Linked DNA regions of Mus musculus: region 1 is linked to region 2. The links are chromatin contacts, called in public HiChIP or PLAC-seq maps. All regions are on one chromosome and are shown on one strand. Each heading gives the region's core, a stretch centred on a gene start, on an enhancer-like site or on the middle of the called end of the contact. The rest is flanking DNA. Distances are from core to core; before and after follow the strand shown.

Region 1 (4,867 bases), core at 1,132-3,631, 94 kb before region 2:
TCCCACAGACACAGGCCCCACAGAGTGTTCAAAGTCGGATTTTGGCCAGAGAAAAAAAAGATGGTCTTAAACCCAGGGTTAAACAAAGAGGGTCCCAGGAAAACAAGGGAAACAGTTCAAGGAAAACAGCCCCCCTTTAAAAAACTATTTATAATTATGTGTGGACCCCCCTTGTGTGTGTGTGTGTGTGTGTGTGTGTGTGAGTGAGTACAGGTACCTTTTGAAGGTGTAAGATCCACCAGAGCTAGAGTTACAGACAGTTGTGAACCATCTGGTGTGGGTCATGGGAAATGAACTTGGGTCCTCTTAGAAGAATAGAAAATGTTCTTAACCTGTGAGCCGCCTCTCCCGCTATGAAGCTCTATGGATGACTATTGGTCAGAGAGGGTGGAGTACAACATTCTAAAGAGAAATTTCTGGGCTCTAGAGAATGGGGCCCAAATCACACAAATCTTTAAATTAAAGCCAGGTTTTATTATTTGTGTATTTTTCCAGTTATGGGGATTGAACCTAGGCTCTCATACAAATGCCCTACCAATAAGTACATTCCCAGTTTGGAGCCCAGATTCTAGAAACAGAAATCTTAAGTTTTCAAAAAAAAAAAAAAAAAAAAGTTCTGGACCAGTCCAGCACCCTGCACTCGTATGCTTGTGGGCAGGCTACCCGGTGACGCTGCCTTACAGAGAGACGCTTACTTCTTTGAAGCAAAGGTATGGCACAGAGGGGCTGAGGCTGGGGCTGGGGCTGGGGCTGGGGCTGGGGCTGGGGCTGGAACTCCCAGGAGTAGGCAGTTAGCATTATTTGGGTGAAGCAAATCTCTTTGGGAATGAAGAGAGCTGTTTGCAAAGTCCCTCACTCCCATCTCAAAGGGCCTCATTTATTTTCTGGCTCCCAAGAAGAGAGAGAAGGTATCTCCCAGGAGTGGAGAGGTATCCCAGGAGGACAGCACCCACTCTTGCCTAGCAGCAGGGAGGCATGGTACCTACTGTGCATGCGGTGCCCTTCCCCCAAGGCAGGCGTGTGGTCAGGGCCTTGTACTGCCAAAGGTAACTGACTGAGGTGCTGCTATCTTTCCTACCTCTTGAAACACAACAAAACAGCAATGTGCCTGCCTCCCTGGGCACAGGTGCTGTGGGTTCTAAGAACCCAGTAAGGCCCGGTTCTGCTTTGTCTTTCAGTCTGGGCTTCTGGGAAAGAGACAAGATAAGGGGTGAATGCCTAGTAGATCTGTATTCTGGATCCCTCACAAAGAGGGTCAATCACATGGGAGAAGAGTGTGTCTGTATACGTCAGTGTCTCTGTCTAGGGGCCTATGTTTACACCAATTTCTACTCTATAGGCACCTTGTGTGCCTAGATTGGACTGTATGTCAAGTGTCCATTGCTCCTGTTTCTGGATATGGACACCTTTATTTTTTTTCTCTCCCATCGCTGTGTGCATGTCATCTTTGTGCCTGTATGTCCCTAAGAAGACAACTGCTGTGGCAAGTGCTGGAATATAAGGTGCCCTCTGTCCTTAGAGAAAGCATCTATGGAAGCAGGAATGAGCGTGCCTAAGGACATCACTGAGGGAATCGGAGGCAGTGAGGGGACCTCTGTGGGCTTTCCAAGAAGACTGCTCCATTCCTGCCTGGCTCCAACTCGCCTTGGCAACTCACCACCACCAAATACCTTTGCCCTGGATTACCATAGAAGGCTTAGGCTTTTTTTTTTTTTTTTGAGACGGGGCGGGGGGTGGGGGTGGGGGGACACGGTCTCGCTGCGTAGCCCTGCCTGGCCTGGTACTTGTTACACAGACCAATGTAGGTGCCCTCGAACTCACAGAGATCTGCCAGGCTCTGCTTCTAGAGTGTCAGGATTAAGGAAGTATAGCTACTGTGCCCAGCCCCCAGAAGGTGACACTCTGGGCTGAGGTGTTCTGGTTTGGCTTCAGGTGAGGGCCTTCAGGCAGCCAGCTGTTAGCTCTTGGTACCACCTGAAGGCTTCCCCATCTTGTGTCCATTTAACTCCTTGCACACATGGAAAGGGGTGGAGGAAGTAGAGGTCCGATATGGGTCTACTCTTGCTTATTCCAGACGTAGATCTTCGCTCAACGCCCCCACACTCTATGGAGAAAGGTGTGGACCTACACCAGATGTATGTCCAGGTCTTGGCTTCCAAATCCTTCTGTGAACTCCAAGCTTGGGGGACCTAAAGACGCAAACCTCTGCAGCAAATCACCTAGGAGAGAGGAGAGGCGCGTTGTTCCTAAAGGGGCTACACAGTATGGGTCGCCCACGCGCGGCGCGCTCTGGGCTCAAGTGGGGCGGAGCCCCGCGTGAGCGCGCCAGGGGCGGGGCTTCGGGGGCGCGCCCAGAAGGGCGGAGGGAAGGATTGTGGGCGTGACTAAGATTGGGGGCTGGCAGCGGCGGCAGCAGGGAGCTGGGAAGCTGAGAAGCCGGGAGTGCGGGGCTCAGTCGGGGGGCGGCGGCGGCGGCGGCTCCGGGGATGGCGGCGGCTCCGCTGCTGCTGCTGCTGCTGCTCGTGCCCGTGCCGCTGCTGCCGCTGCTGGCCCAGGGGCCTGGGGGCGCACTGGGAAACCGGCATGCGGTATACTGGAACAGCTCCAATCAGCAGTGAGTCGGGGACCCGGAGAACCCGTGCGTCCCGCGTCAGTGATGGGGGAGCTGGTGGGCCCGAGAAGTCCTAGGGGAACCTGGCAGCAGTCCTGGGAGACAGGCTTGGTACCGAGAGGCGAGGGAGAGGGGACGCACTATGTGGGCGTCTGTGAAACTCGGGGGTGTCTGAGAGAAGCTGTTGGGGCATAGTAAAGAGCGCTCTGGCCGTGCGGAGGAGGCTGTTGGGGGTCCCTAACCCCATCTTGGTTTCTCTCCACACTCGCCAATGGAATAGTGTTCTCTGTCCCGTAGTCTCCCCCACCATCCACGCTCCTTTTGGCTAGGTTGAAGTCTGTGAGTACCGGTGTGCTAGGGATAGGCCGCTGCGTTTGGGAGCTGAAGGATGACCTGTTTTCAGCCTGTAATGTTGATGGGGTTCTGCTTAAGACTCTTGGTTTTAAAAGTGGGGTTCGGCATTAAGGCAGGAACTCCGATTCTCCACCTCCTCAGGACGAAGGGTAAGGGGTTGCTCTGGTTGTGTGAATAAGCCCTGCTGGGGTGAGCCGGGCCAGGGTCGCGAAGTTGGGGGGCCCTAGGAACGCAGGGTACTGGTGAGAAGGAAGAAGGCAGAGATGTCGGCATGTCACACACACACACACACACACACACGCACACACACACACACACACACGCACTGAAGCTAGGGACGGCGTATGGCACTGAGTGTGAACGGGCGTGCGCGGCTGTCAGTGTGCGTGTGTCTGTGTGTGATTTGTGTGTCTGCGTCGGCGACCGTCTAGGGGTGGGAGCGGGCGGCGGATCGGGGAGGGGGCTGCGGTCGGTGTCCGCGTGGCCAGTCTTGTCTGGGCTGGGGTGGCTCTTGGCGCCGCCGCGGTCTGGGCGGGTGTCAGGGCGGCCGTGTGGTTTCCTCCGGTGTGTGGCGCGGCGGCTCGGTGCCGGCTGCCGGACCGGGCCATCATTCTGCACAGTCCTTGCTGCCCTTGTCTTCTCCCTGCCGAGCTGTCGTGTGTATCACTCTGGCCACCTCAGTGTATTGGTAGGGGGATCCCTGGGGACACGGGGATCACTGTCACACCTGCCCGGGCGGTGGCGGCAGCTTTGCTTCTGACTCTCCGCCCTGGGGGCCGACTAGGGAACAAATGGTGAGACCCCAGGGGAGGGGACCTGAAGGGCCTCGACCACGACCCCCAACCTTCCGGGGGAGGGGCTCCTGCTTGCTGCTCTGCTCTTTGTTGTTTGGGGCTCTGCGCCTCCCCCTCTTTCTCCTCGCGCCCAGAGTGTCAGACTGGGGGTGGGGATGAGCTAATGACGCCCCCCTTTCGCTTCCCATGGAAACCTCGGGGGTGGGGTTGCAGCCCCTCCCCCCCGGAGCGGGACTCCATCCTCCCCGGGGGGCCCCGAGGGCTGACTCCCCTGCTGTATCTATCTTGCTCATCCCCCCCTTAAGATTTACACGTCCGACCCCCGCCCCGCTACAGTCTGGCACGAGCAGAGAGCTCGCAGGCGAGAGACCCTGGGTTCCCCGCCACCCTTGGGGAACCCCACTGCTGGTAGCTTGCCAGAGCCTAGGGGGTGTGGAAATAGCCTTGGGGGGAGCGTTGATCAGGTTCACCTCCCCCGCATACACCTGGGCGCAGGTGAAAGCTCCGGAACGGGATGGTTCCCAGAACCTCCTTTCGCCCTCTCCACTCCGGTGTGGGCAGGGACCGACGGAGGTAGGAGGCGGCGCACACCGGACCAGGAGGCCGCTGCCGCCCCCGCCCCGCTTCCCGGGCCTTTGTTGCCGCTGCGCCCGGACTCCCCGGCTCTCTCACTGCGGCATCCGCGGCCCCATAAATCGTGAGAGCGACGTGCTCCAGAGCCGGGAGTGGAGAGGGCCGGGGAGCTGGGGGCGGGGCCGGGCTGAGCCACAGGCTCCCAGGCCCCCCCAGTCACGTGATCTAGGTTCCTGGCTCCCACCTCTCATCACGTGTAGAGGGTCTCTGCCCCTTGGGGTCACGTGGGGAGGGTCTGCGACCCCGCCTCTTGGGGTCACGTGGGAGGGTGCTGGTGGGACACGTGCAATAGCCTCCTTTGACAGACCTGCAGTAGCCTACTCCGACAGACCTGGGGCGGGTGGCTGGGTCCTGGCTACCTAGCTATCACCCCTTCCCCCAGTCAGCCCCTTGAGTTATAGTCCCTGGGAATAATCGAGACCTTTTCCTAACCTGGCCCAGAAACTAGGACGCGGTGGGAGCAACCTTATTGGAG
Region 2 (4,436 bases), core at 1,663-4,162:
GCCTAGGGAGACAGGAGATTGGATTGGCCAGTGGGGTTCCATTTACCAAGGGCACACCGCGCCGCAGAAGGCTTGAGACTTACCAGGGCAAGGAAATAGACGATAGCCAAAGCAACCAAAATACAGACCAGCACCAGCAGGGCAATGCCCCAGCCTGGTACCCCCGGCCGGGACTGGGCAGAGGGAGGGAACTGCATCTCATTCACTAGAAGGGAAAGCGGTGGTCAGGGAAGTCCCCAAGGGAGGTGGATTTCCCACTCCTGGCGCCAGAAGTAAACAGGTGGTAAAGCCCCATAGTATGGTGCCAGGCTGCAGCTGGGGCTATCACCTCACCTTTGACTTCTGAAATAGTCAGATTATAGTCATCTGCCTCCTTCTTATGCTGTATAAGCTGTGACTTCACGTCAGAGGCACTAAAAGTACCCTCCCGGAAAACCACAGTCGATTCTACCACCACGGAGCCTGACCTGGTCACAGGAAATAGGGAGCTCAGATAGACTGAGCTTATAGCTCAGCACTCCTCTCCCCACCCCACCCCCATCCCGACACCACAAAGTCACGAGACTGACCATTCCTCCCCCAAGTCAAATCCAGAACTGTACCTGAACTTGATGCTAGAGATCCCCAGAAAATCTCCGTTAAAAATCTGCAGAAACTGGGAGAAGAGGAGAAGACTCAGGAGTGATGTGAAAGCCATGCAGTCCTGAAGAGCTACGTCAGGGGACACATGGCAGAGGCTAGGCTGATACCCACCAATCCAGAAATGTTCCTCTTCAGTTCTTGGTAGTAGTTGGAGCTGGGGTCTTCCAGAGAAGAATTAAATGGGTGGTTTTGAATGTAAAAAGACAAGAAGAAGAAGGAGACCCCAACAGACAACTGGGGTGAACTGTTACTGGAGAAGGTAGAAAATGGTACTGTGCTATAGTAAGAGCTGCTGGCAATAGTGCTGTGGCTGGAGGTGGTGGCCATGGTAGGAGAAACAGGGTATTGACTTGGCACTGAAGGCTGAGTGCCATTGCTGACTGGAGTTGTAGCTATTGCAGAGGTATTATAGACTAGACTGGTAGCTGAGCCCAACACAGAACTGGTAGGTAGCACCGAGGAGCCATTGTGGTCTGGAATGATAGCTGAGCCTGACGTCACTTTGGTAGTAGAGAATGGCATGCTACTGTAAACTGGAGTGGTGGCCAAGACTGATTCAGAGCTGTTAGTTGTAGTTGAGGTACCACTGTGGTCTGGACTGGTGGCTGAGCCCAGTGCAGAGCTGGTAGTTGTGACTGAGGTGCCATTGTGGTCTGGAGTGCTAGCTAAGTCTGATGTAGTCTTGATGTTTTGGATGGAGGCACTACTGTGGACTGGAGAACTGGTGGAGTCCCTTAGAGGGCTGGTGGCTGGAGAAGAGGTGCCACCGTGGGCTACTGGAGAGCTGGCGGAGTCTTCTGAAAGGCTAGTGGCTGGGGAAGAGGTGTCATCATGGGCTACTGGAGAGCTGGTGGAGTCCACTGGAGCTGTGGTGGCTGGGGAGGAGGTGCCACTGAGGACTGCAGTACTGGTAGAGTCTTCGGGAGCTCTGGTGGCTGGAGAAGAGGTGCTACTATGGTCTGGAGAGCTGGTGGAGTCCCCTGGAGGGCTGGTGGCTGGGGACGAGGTACCACCGTGGACTACTGGAGAGCTGGTGGAATCCACTGGAGCTGTGGTGGCCGGAGCTGAAGAGGTGCCACTGTGGACTACTGGAGAGCTGTTGGAGTCTTTTGAAAGGCTAGTGGCTGGGGAAGAGGTGTCACCATGGGCTACTGGAGAGCTGGCGGAGTTCACTGGAGCTGTGGTGGCTGGGGAGGAGGTGCCACTGAGGACTGCAGTACTGGTAGAGTCTTCAGGAGCTCTGGTGGCTGGAGAAGAGGTGCTACTCTGGACTGGAGAGCTGGTGGAGTCCCCTGGAGGTCTGGTGGCTGGGTCTGAGTTGCTGCTGTGGACTGGAGTGGTAGTCGATGCTAAGGAACTGCTGGTGTCCTGAGATGAGGTGACACTGTTTTCCTCACTTGGAAGGGCAAGAAAACCTGAACCAGAGTGGAAGATTAGGGGTAAACTGTTTTTATGCTCACAGCAGCGCAGCACTAATCAACAGAGTTGGACACTGGGTCGCTTTGGATAACATGTGTGATGTTTTAGTTCCGGCTAGAGCCAAAGTTGAAGAAAAAAAAAACAAAACAACAACAACAACAAAAAAAAAACCTACTGGGTTGATGAATAAAAATCAGAGCAAGAAGAAAAATATAAACTCTGAAAACAAAGTAACCGGGGAAGGAAGGGGGATCATGTTAGCATCAGGTAGCCCCTGGTTTGCCTTCATCCTGACAGCCTCCCTCCCTAAGCAGAGGTCTCACCTCTGCTTCTGGCTCATTTATTCCTCTACTTGAGACAAGTATTCATACTGTAGCCTAAGCTGGCCTTGAACTCTCTGTGAACCTGAGCGTCCAGGGTGTGGGAACTATAGACTGGAACCACTGCACACGGCCCCATTCTTCCACTCCGGAGCTACTTCTCCTGACACAGCCTCTCTTCTCTACTCCCCACAAAGAGTATTATTTGCCTACTATAGTGCCCACTCTCCTGAGGGGTCACCTCTTCTCAGCCTCCTTCCTTAGCCTCTTTTCCCCCCTGGCACATACTGGGCCATACCTGTATGGATGGCCATTTATGACTCTCATAATCTACCAGTAAGCAAACTCCACAGAAAGACTGGGAGTCCCACCTGAACAGCGCAGCCCCTCCCCACCTTGCGCCTCTCACCTTTTAGACTTGCTAGAAGTAGCAGCAGGAAGAAAGGAGCCCGAATGCCCGGGGTCATGGTGGTGGTGAACAGGCGGGAAGGGGCTAGAAAACAAACTCAAGGCTGGCGCTCCGTGTGTGAGGTGGAACAGGGCTGGTGCCTGCTGCTTTATACCAGTCCCCCTCCCGCCCTAGGCACAGTCAGAGCAGGTGACAGGTAACAAAACTCCGCCCCCTCCCCTATTCTTTTCCTCCTCCTCCCCCCCAGTCATTCCTGTGTAGGGTACTTGGGCTCCAATCACTCAACCTTATGACAACCTGTTTTTTCTCCATCTGGCCTCCCACTTTTACCAACCGCTCCTTGACTACCCCAGGTGTGTATGTGGAGGAAACCTGGGGCCCCCTGGCTCTGGTTTTAGTCCCAGAGTGACCGCCAAGAAGAGGAAAGGAAACACAGAAAGGCCCTGGACAGCAAGACATGGGAAGTCCATCCCTAGGTCCCCCGATCCCTTTTCCTATTCTCTCTGCGGGTCCTTGAACACCACTTCTCACAAGTTGAGAGGACATAAGGGGGCTGGATAATAGTGGACAGGTCGCTAGTTTTAGTCTCCCTCCCCGAACCCCCCCCCCCCCCGCCACTTCCCGGAACAGCCCCGCCCTTCTAGCCGTTCCCGGTACTCTGAAAACCACAATCCCCGCCCCTGCCAGACTTTCCAGTAGCCTGGGTCTCTCTTTGGCTTTCTCCCGAGAAAGGCGGTGGGGGAAATTTCCACTTAAAAAGGACTAAACTTGGGCTCCACTGAAGCCTAAGGTCCTTCCTACCCAACCCTCCACCTTGAGTGGCAGGTTGACCGGCCCTTCTATCCGGAAACGCCTGCCCTCTAGTGGTCACCGCGAGCGTCGCGCGGCGTACTCGCACCAGCCGATAGTTTGGCAGCACAGCCCAAGTTGAGACAGATTAACTTAAGGAAGTTAATTGTGCCTTGGCGAAAAGAATCAATGCCTCGGACAGATAGGAAAGAATGCACACTGTAGGGGAGAAGCAAGGGTCATTAATTGGGCTACTAGACTTCTGGGGATGGTGTTTGCGGGTAGGGTAAAAGTGGTTGGAGCCCCAAGGTATCTGGAAGGGGGGGCATCAAGTTGTGTGATGACATTGAATGGTGGGGGGTGGGGTGTAGGACGGGTTATGTCTAGGTAGCTAGATATTGAGGAGGAAGAGATTAAGTAGGTGGGCCGATCGTGGAACATGAGAACGTTGAGATGTATCTGGGAAAGGAATATTTGGGGCGAACAAGCACTCGAAACAAGGCAAACCCGTGTGTTTGTGTGTGTGTTTAGGGAGAAACGAAAGGTGTTCTGAAGGGCAGAAACAGTTGAATTTGGGGAGGGCTTTGGGTTCACAGTAGCGCGGACTGAGGATGCCAGGCCGGATCCCGCAAGCGGAGGTTGCGGAGTAAACCAGCAGGAGCAGTTACAACTGTAGTAGGCAAACAGTTCTTAGTCCCAACGAATACAAGACGGAAACTAATACTTTAAAAACATTTCGGAGGTGCAGGAACGGAGGCGTGGGTCCCACGCTCCCGCCGTGTGTCCCGCCTCTGAGAGGCTTTGTCAGGCCTGCTCCGGGCGGAGTGGAGCCGCCCTACGTCAGTTCGCCCACAAGT

Evidence for each region. HiChIP or PLAC-seq counts read pairs in DNA pulled down with a chosen protein or histone mark.
Region 1: a contact with region 2 is called in an HNF4G HiChIP or PLAC-seq map of pancreatic cancer cells. The contact joins the promoter of Efna3 here to the promoter of Muc1 in region 2. A contact is called at or near these places in 9 of 39 promoter capture datasets (the 3T3-L1 cell line, the SN4741 cell line, cranial neural crest and 6 more), 1 of 15 datasets of contacts at CTCF or cohesin (embryonic stem cells), 11 of 115 datasets of contacts at active chromatin or transcription factors (the 230-238 cell line, double positive thymocytes, embryonic stem cells and 5 more) and 3 of 9 other capture datasets (adipose tissue, liver and pancreatic islet).

What each region holds. Positions count from the first base shown.
Region 1 is chr3:89,320,453-89,325,319 of GRCm38.p6, reverse strand. It overlaps Efna3 (ephrin A3), which reads left to right and starts at 2,381. Exons shown (of 5, transcript NM_010108.2): 1 at 2,381-2,614. The coding sequence starts at 2,487.
Region 2 is chr3:89,227,532-89,231,967 of GRCm38.p6, reverse strand. It overlaps Muc1 (mucin 1, transmembrane), which reads right to left and starts at 2,912. Exons shown (of 7, transcript NM_013605.2): 1 at 2,791-2,912; 2 at 754-2,057; 3 at 603-655; 4 at 334-467; 5 at 84-205; 6 at 1-2. The coding sequence starts at 2,848.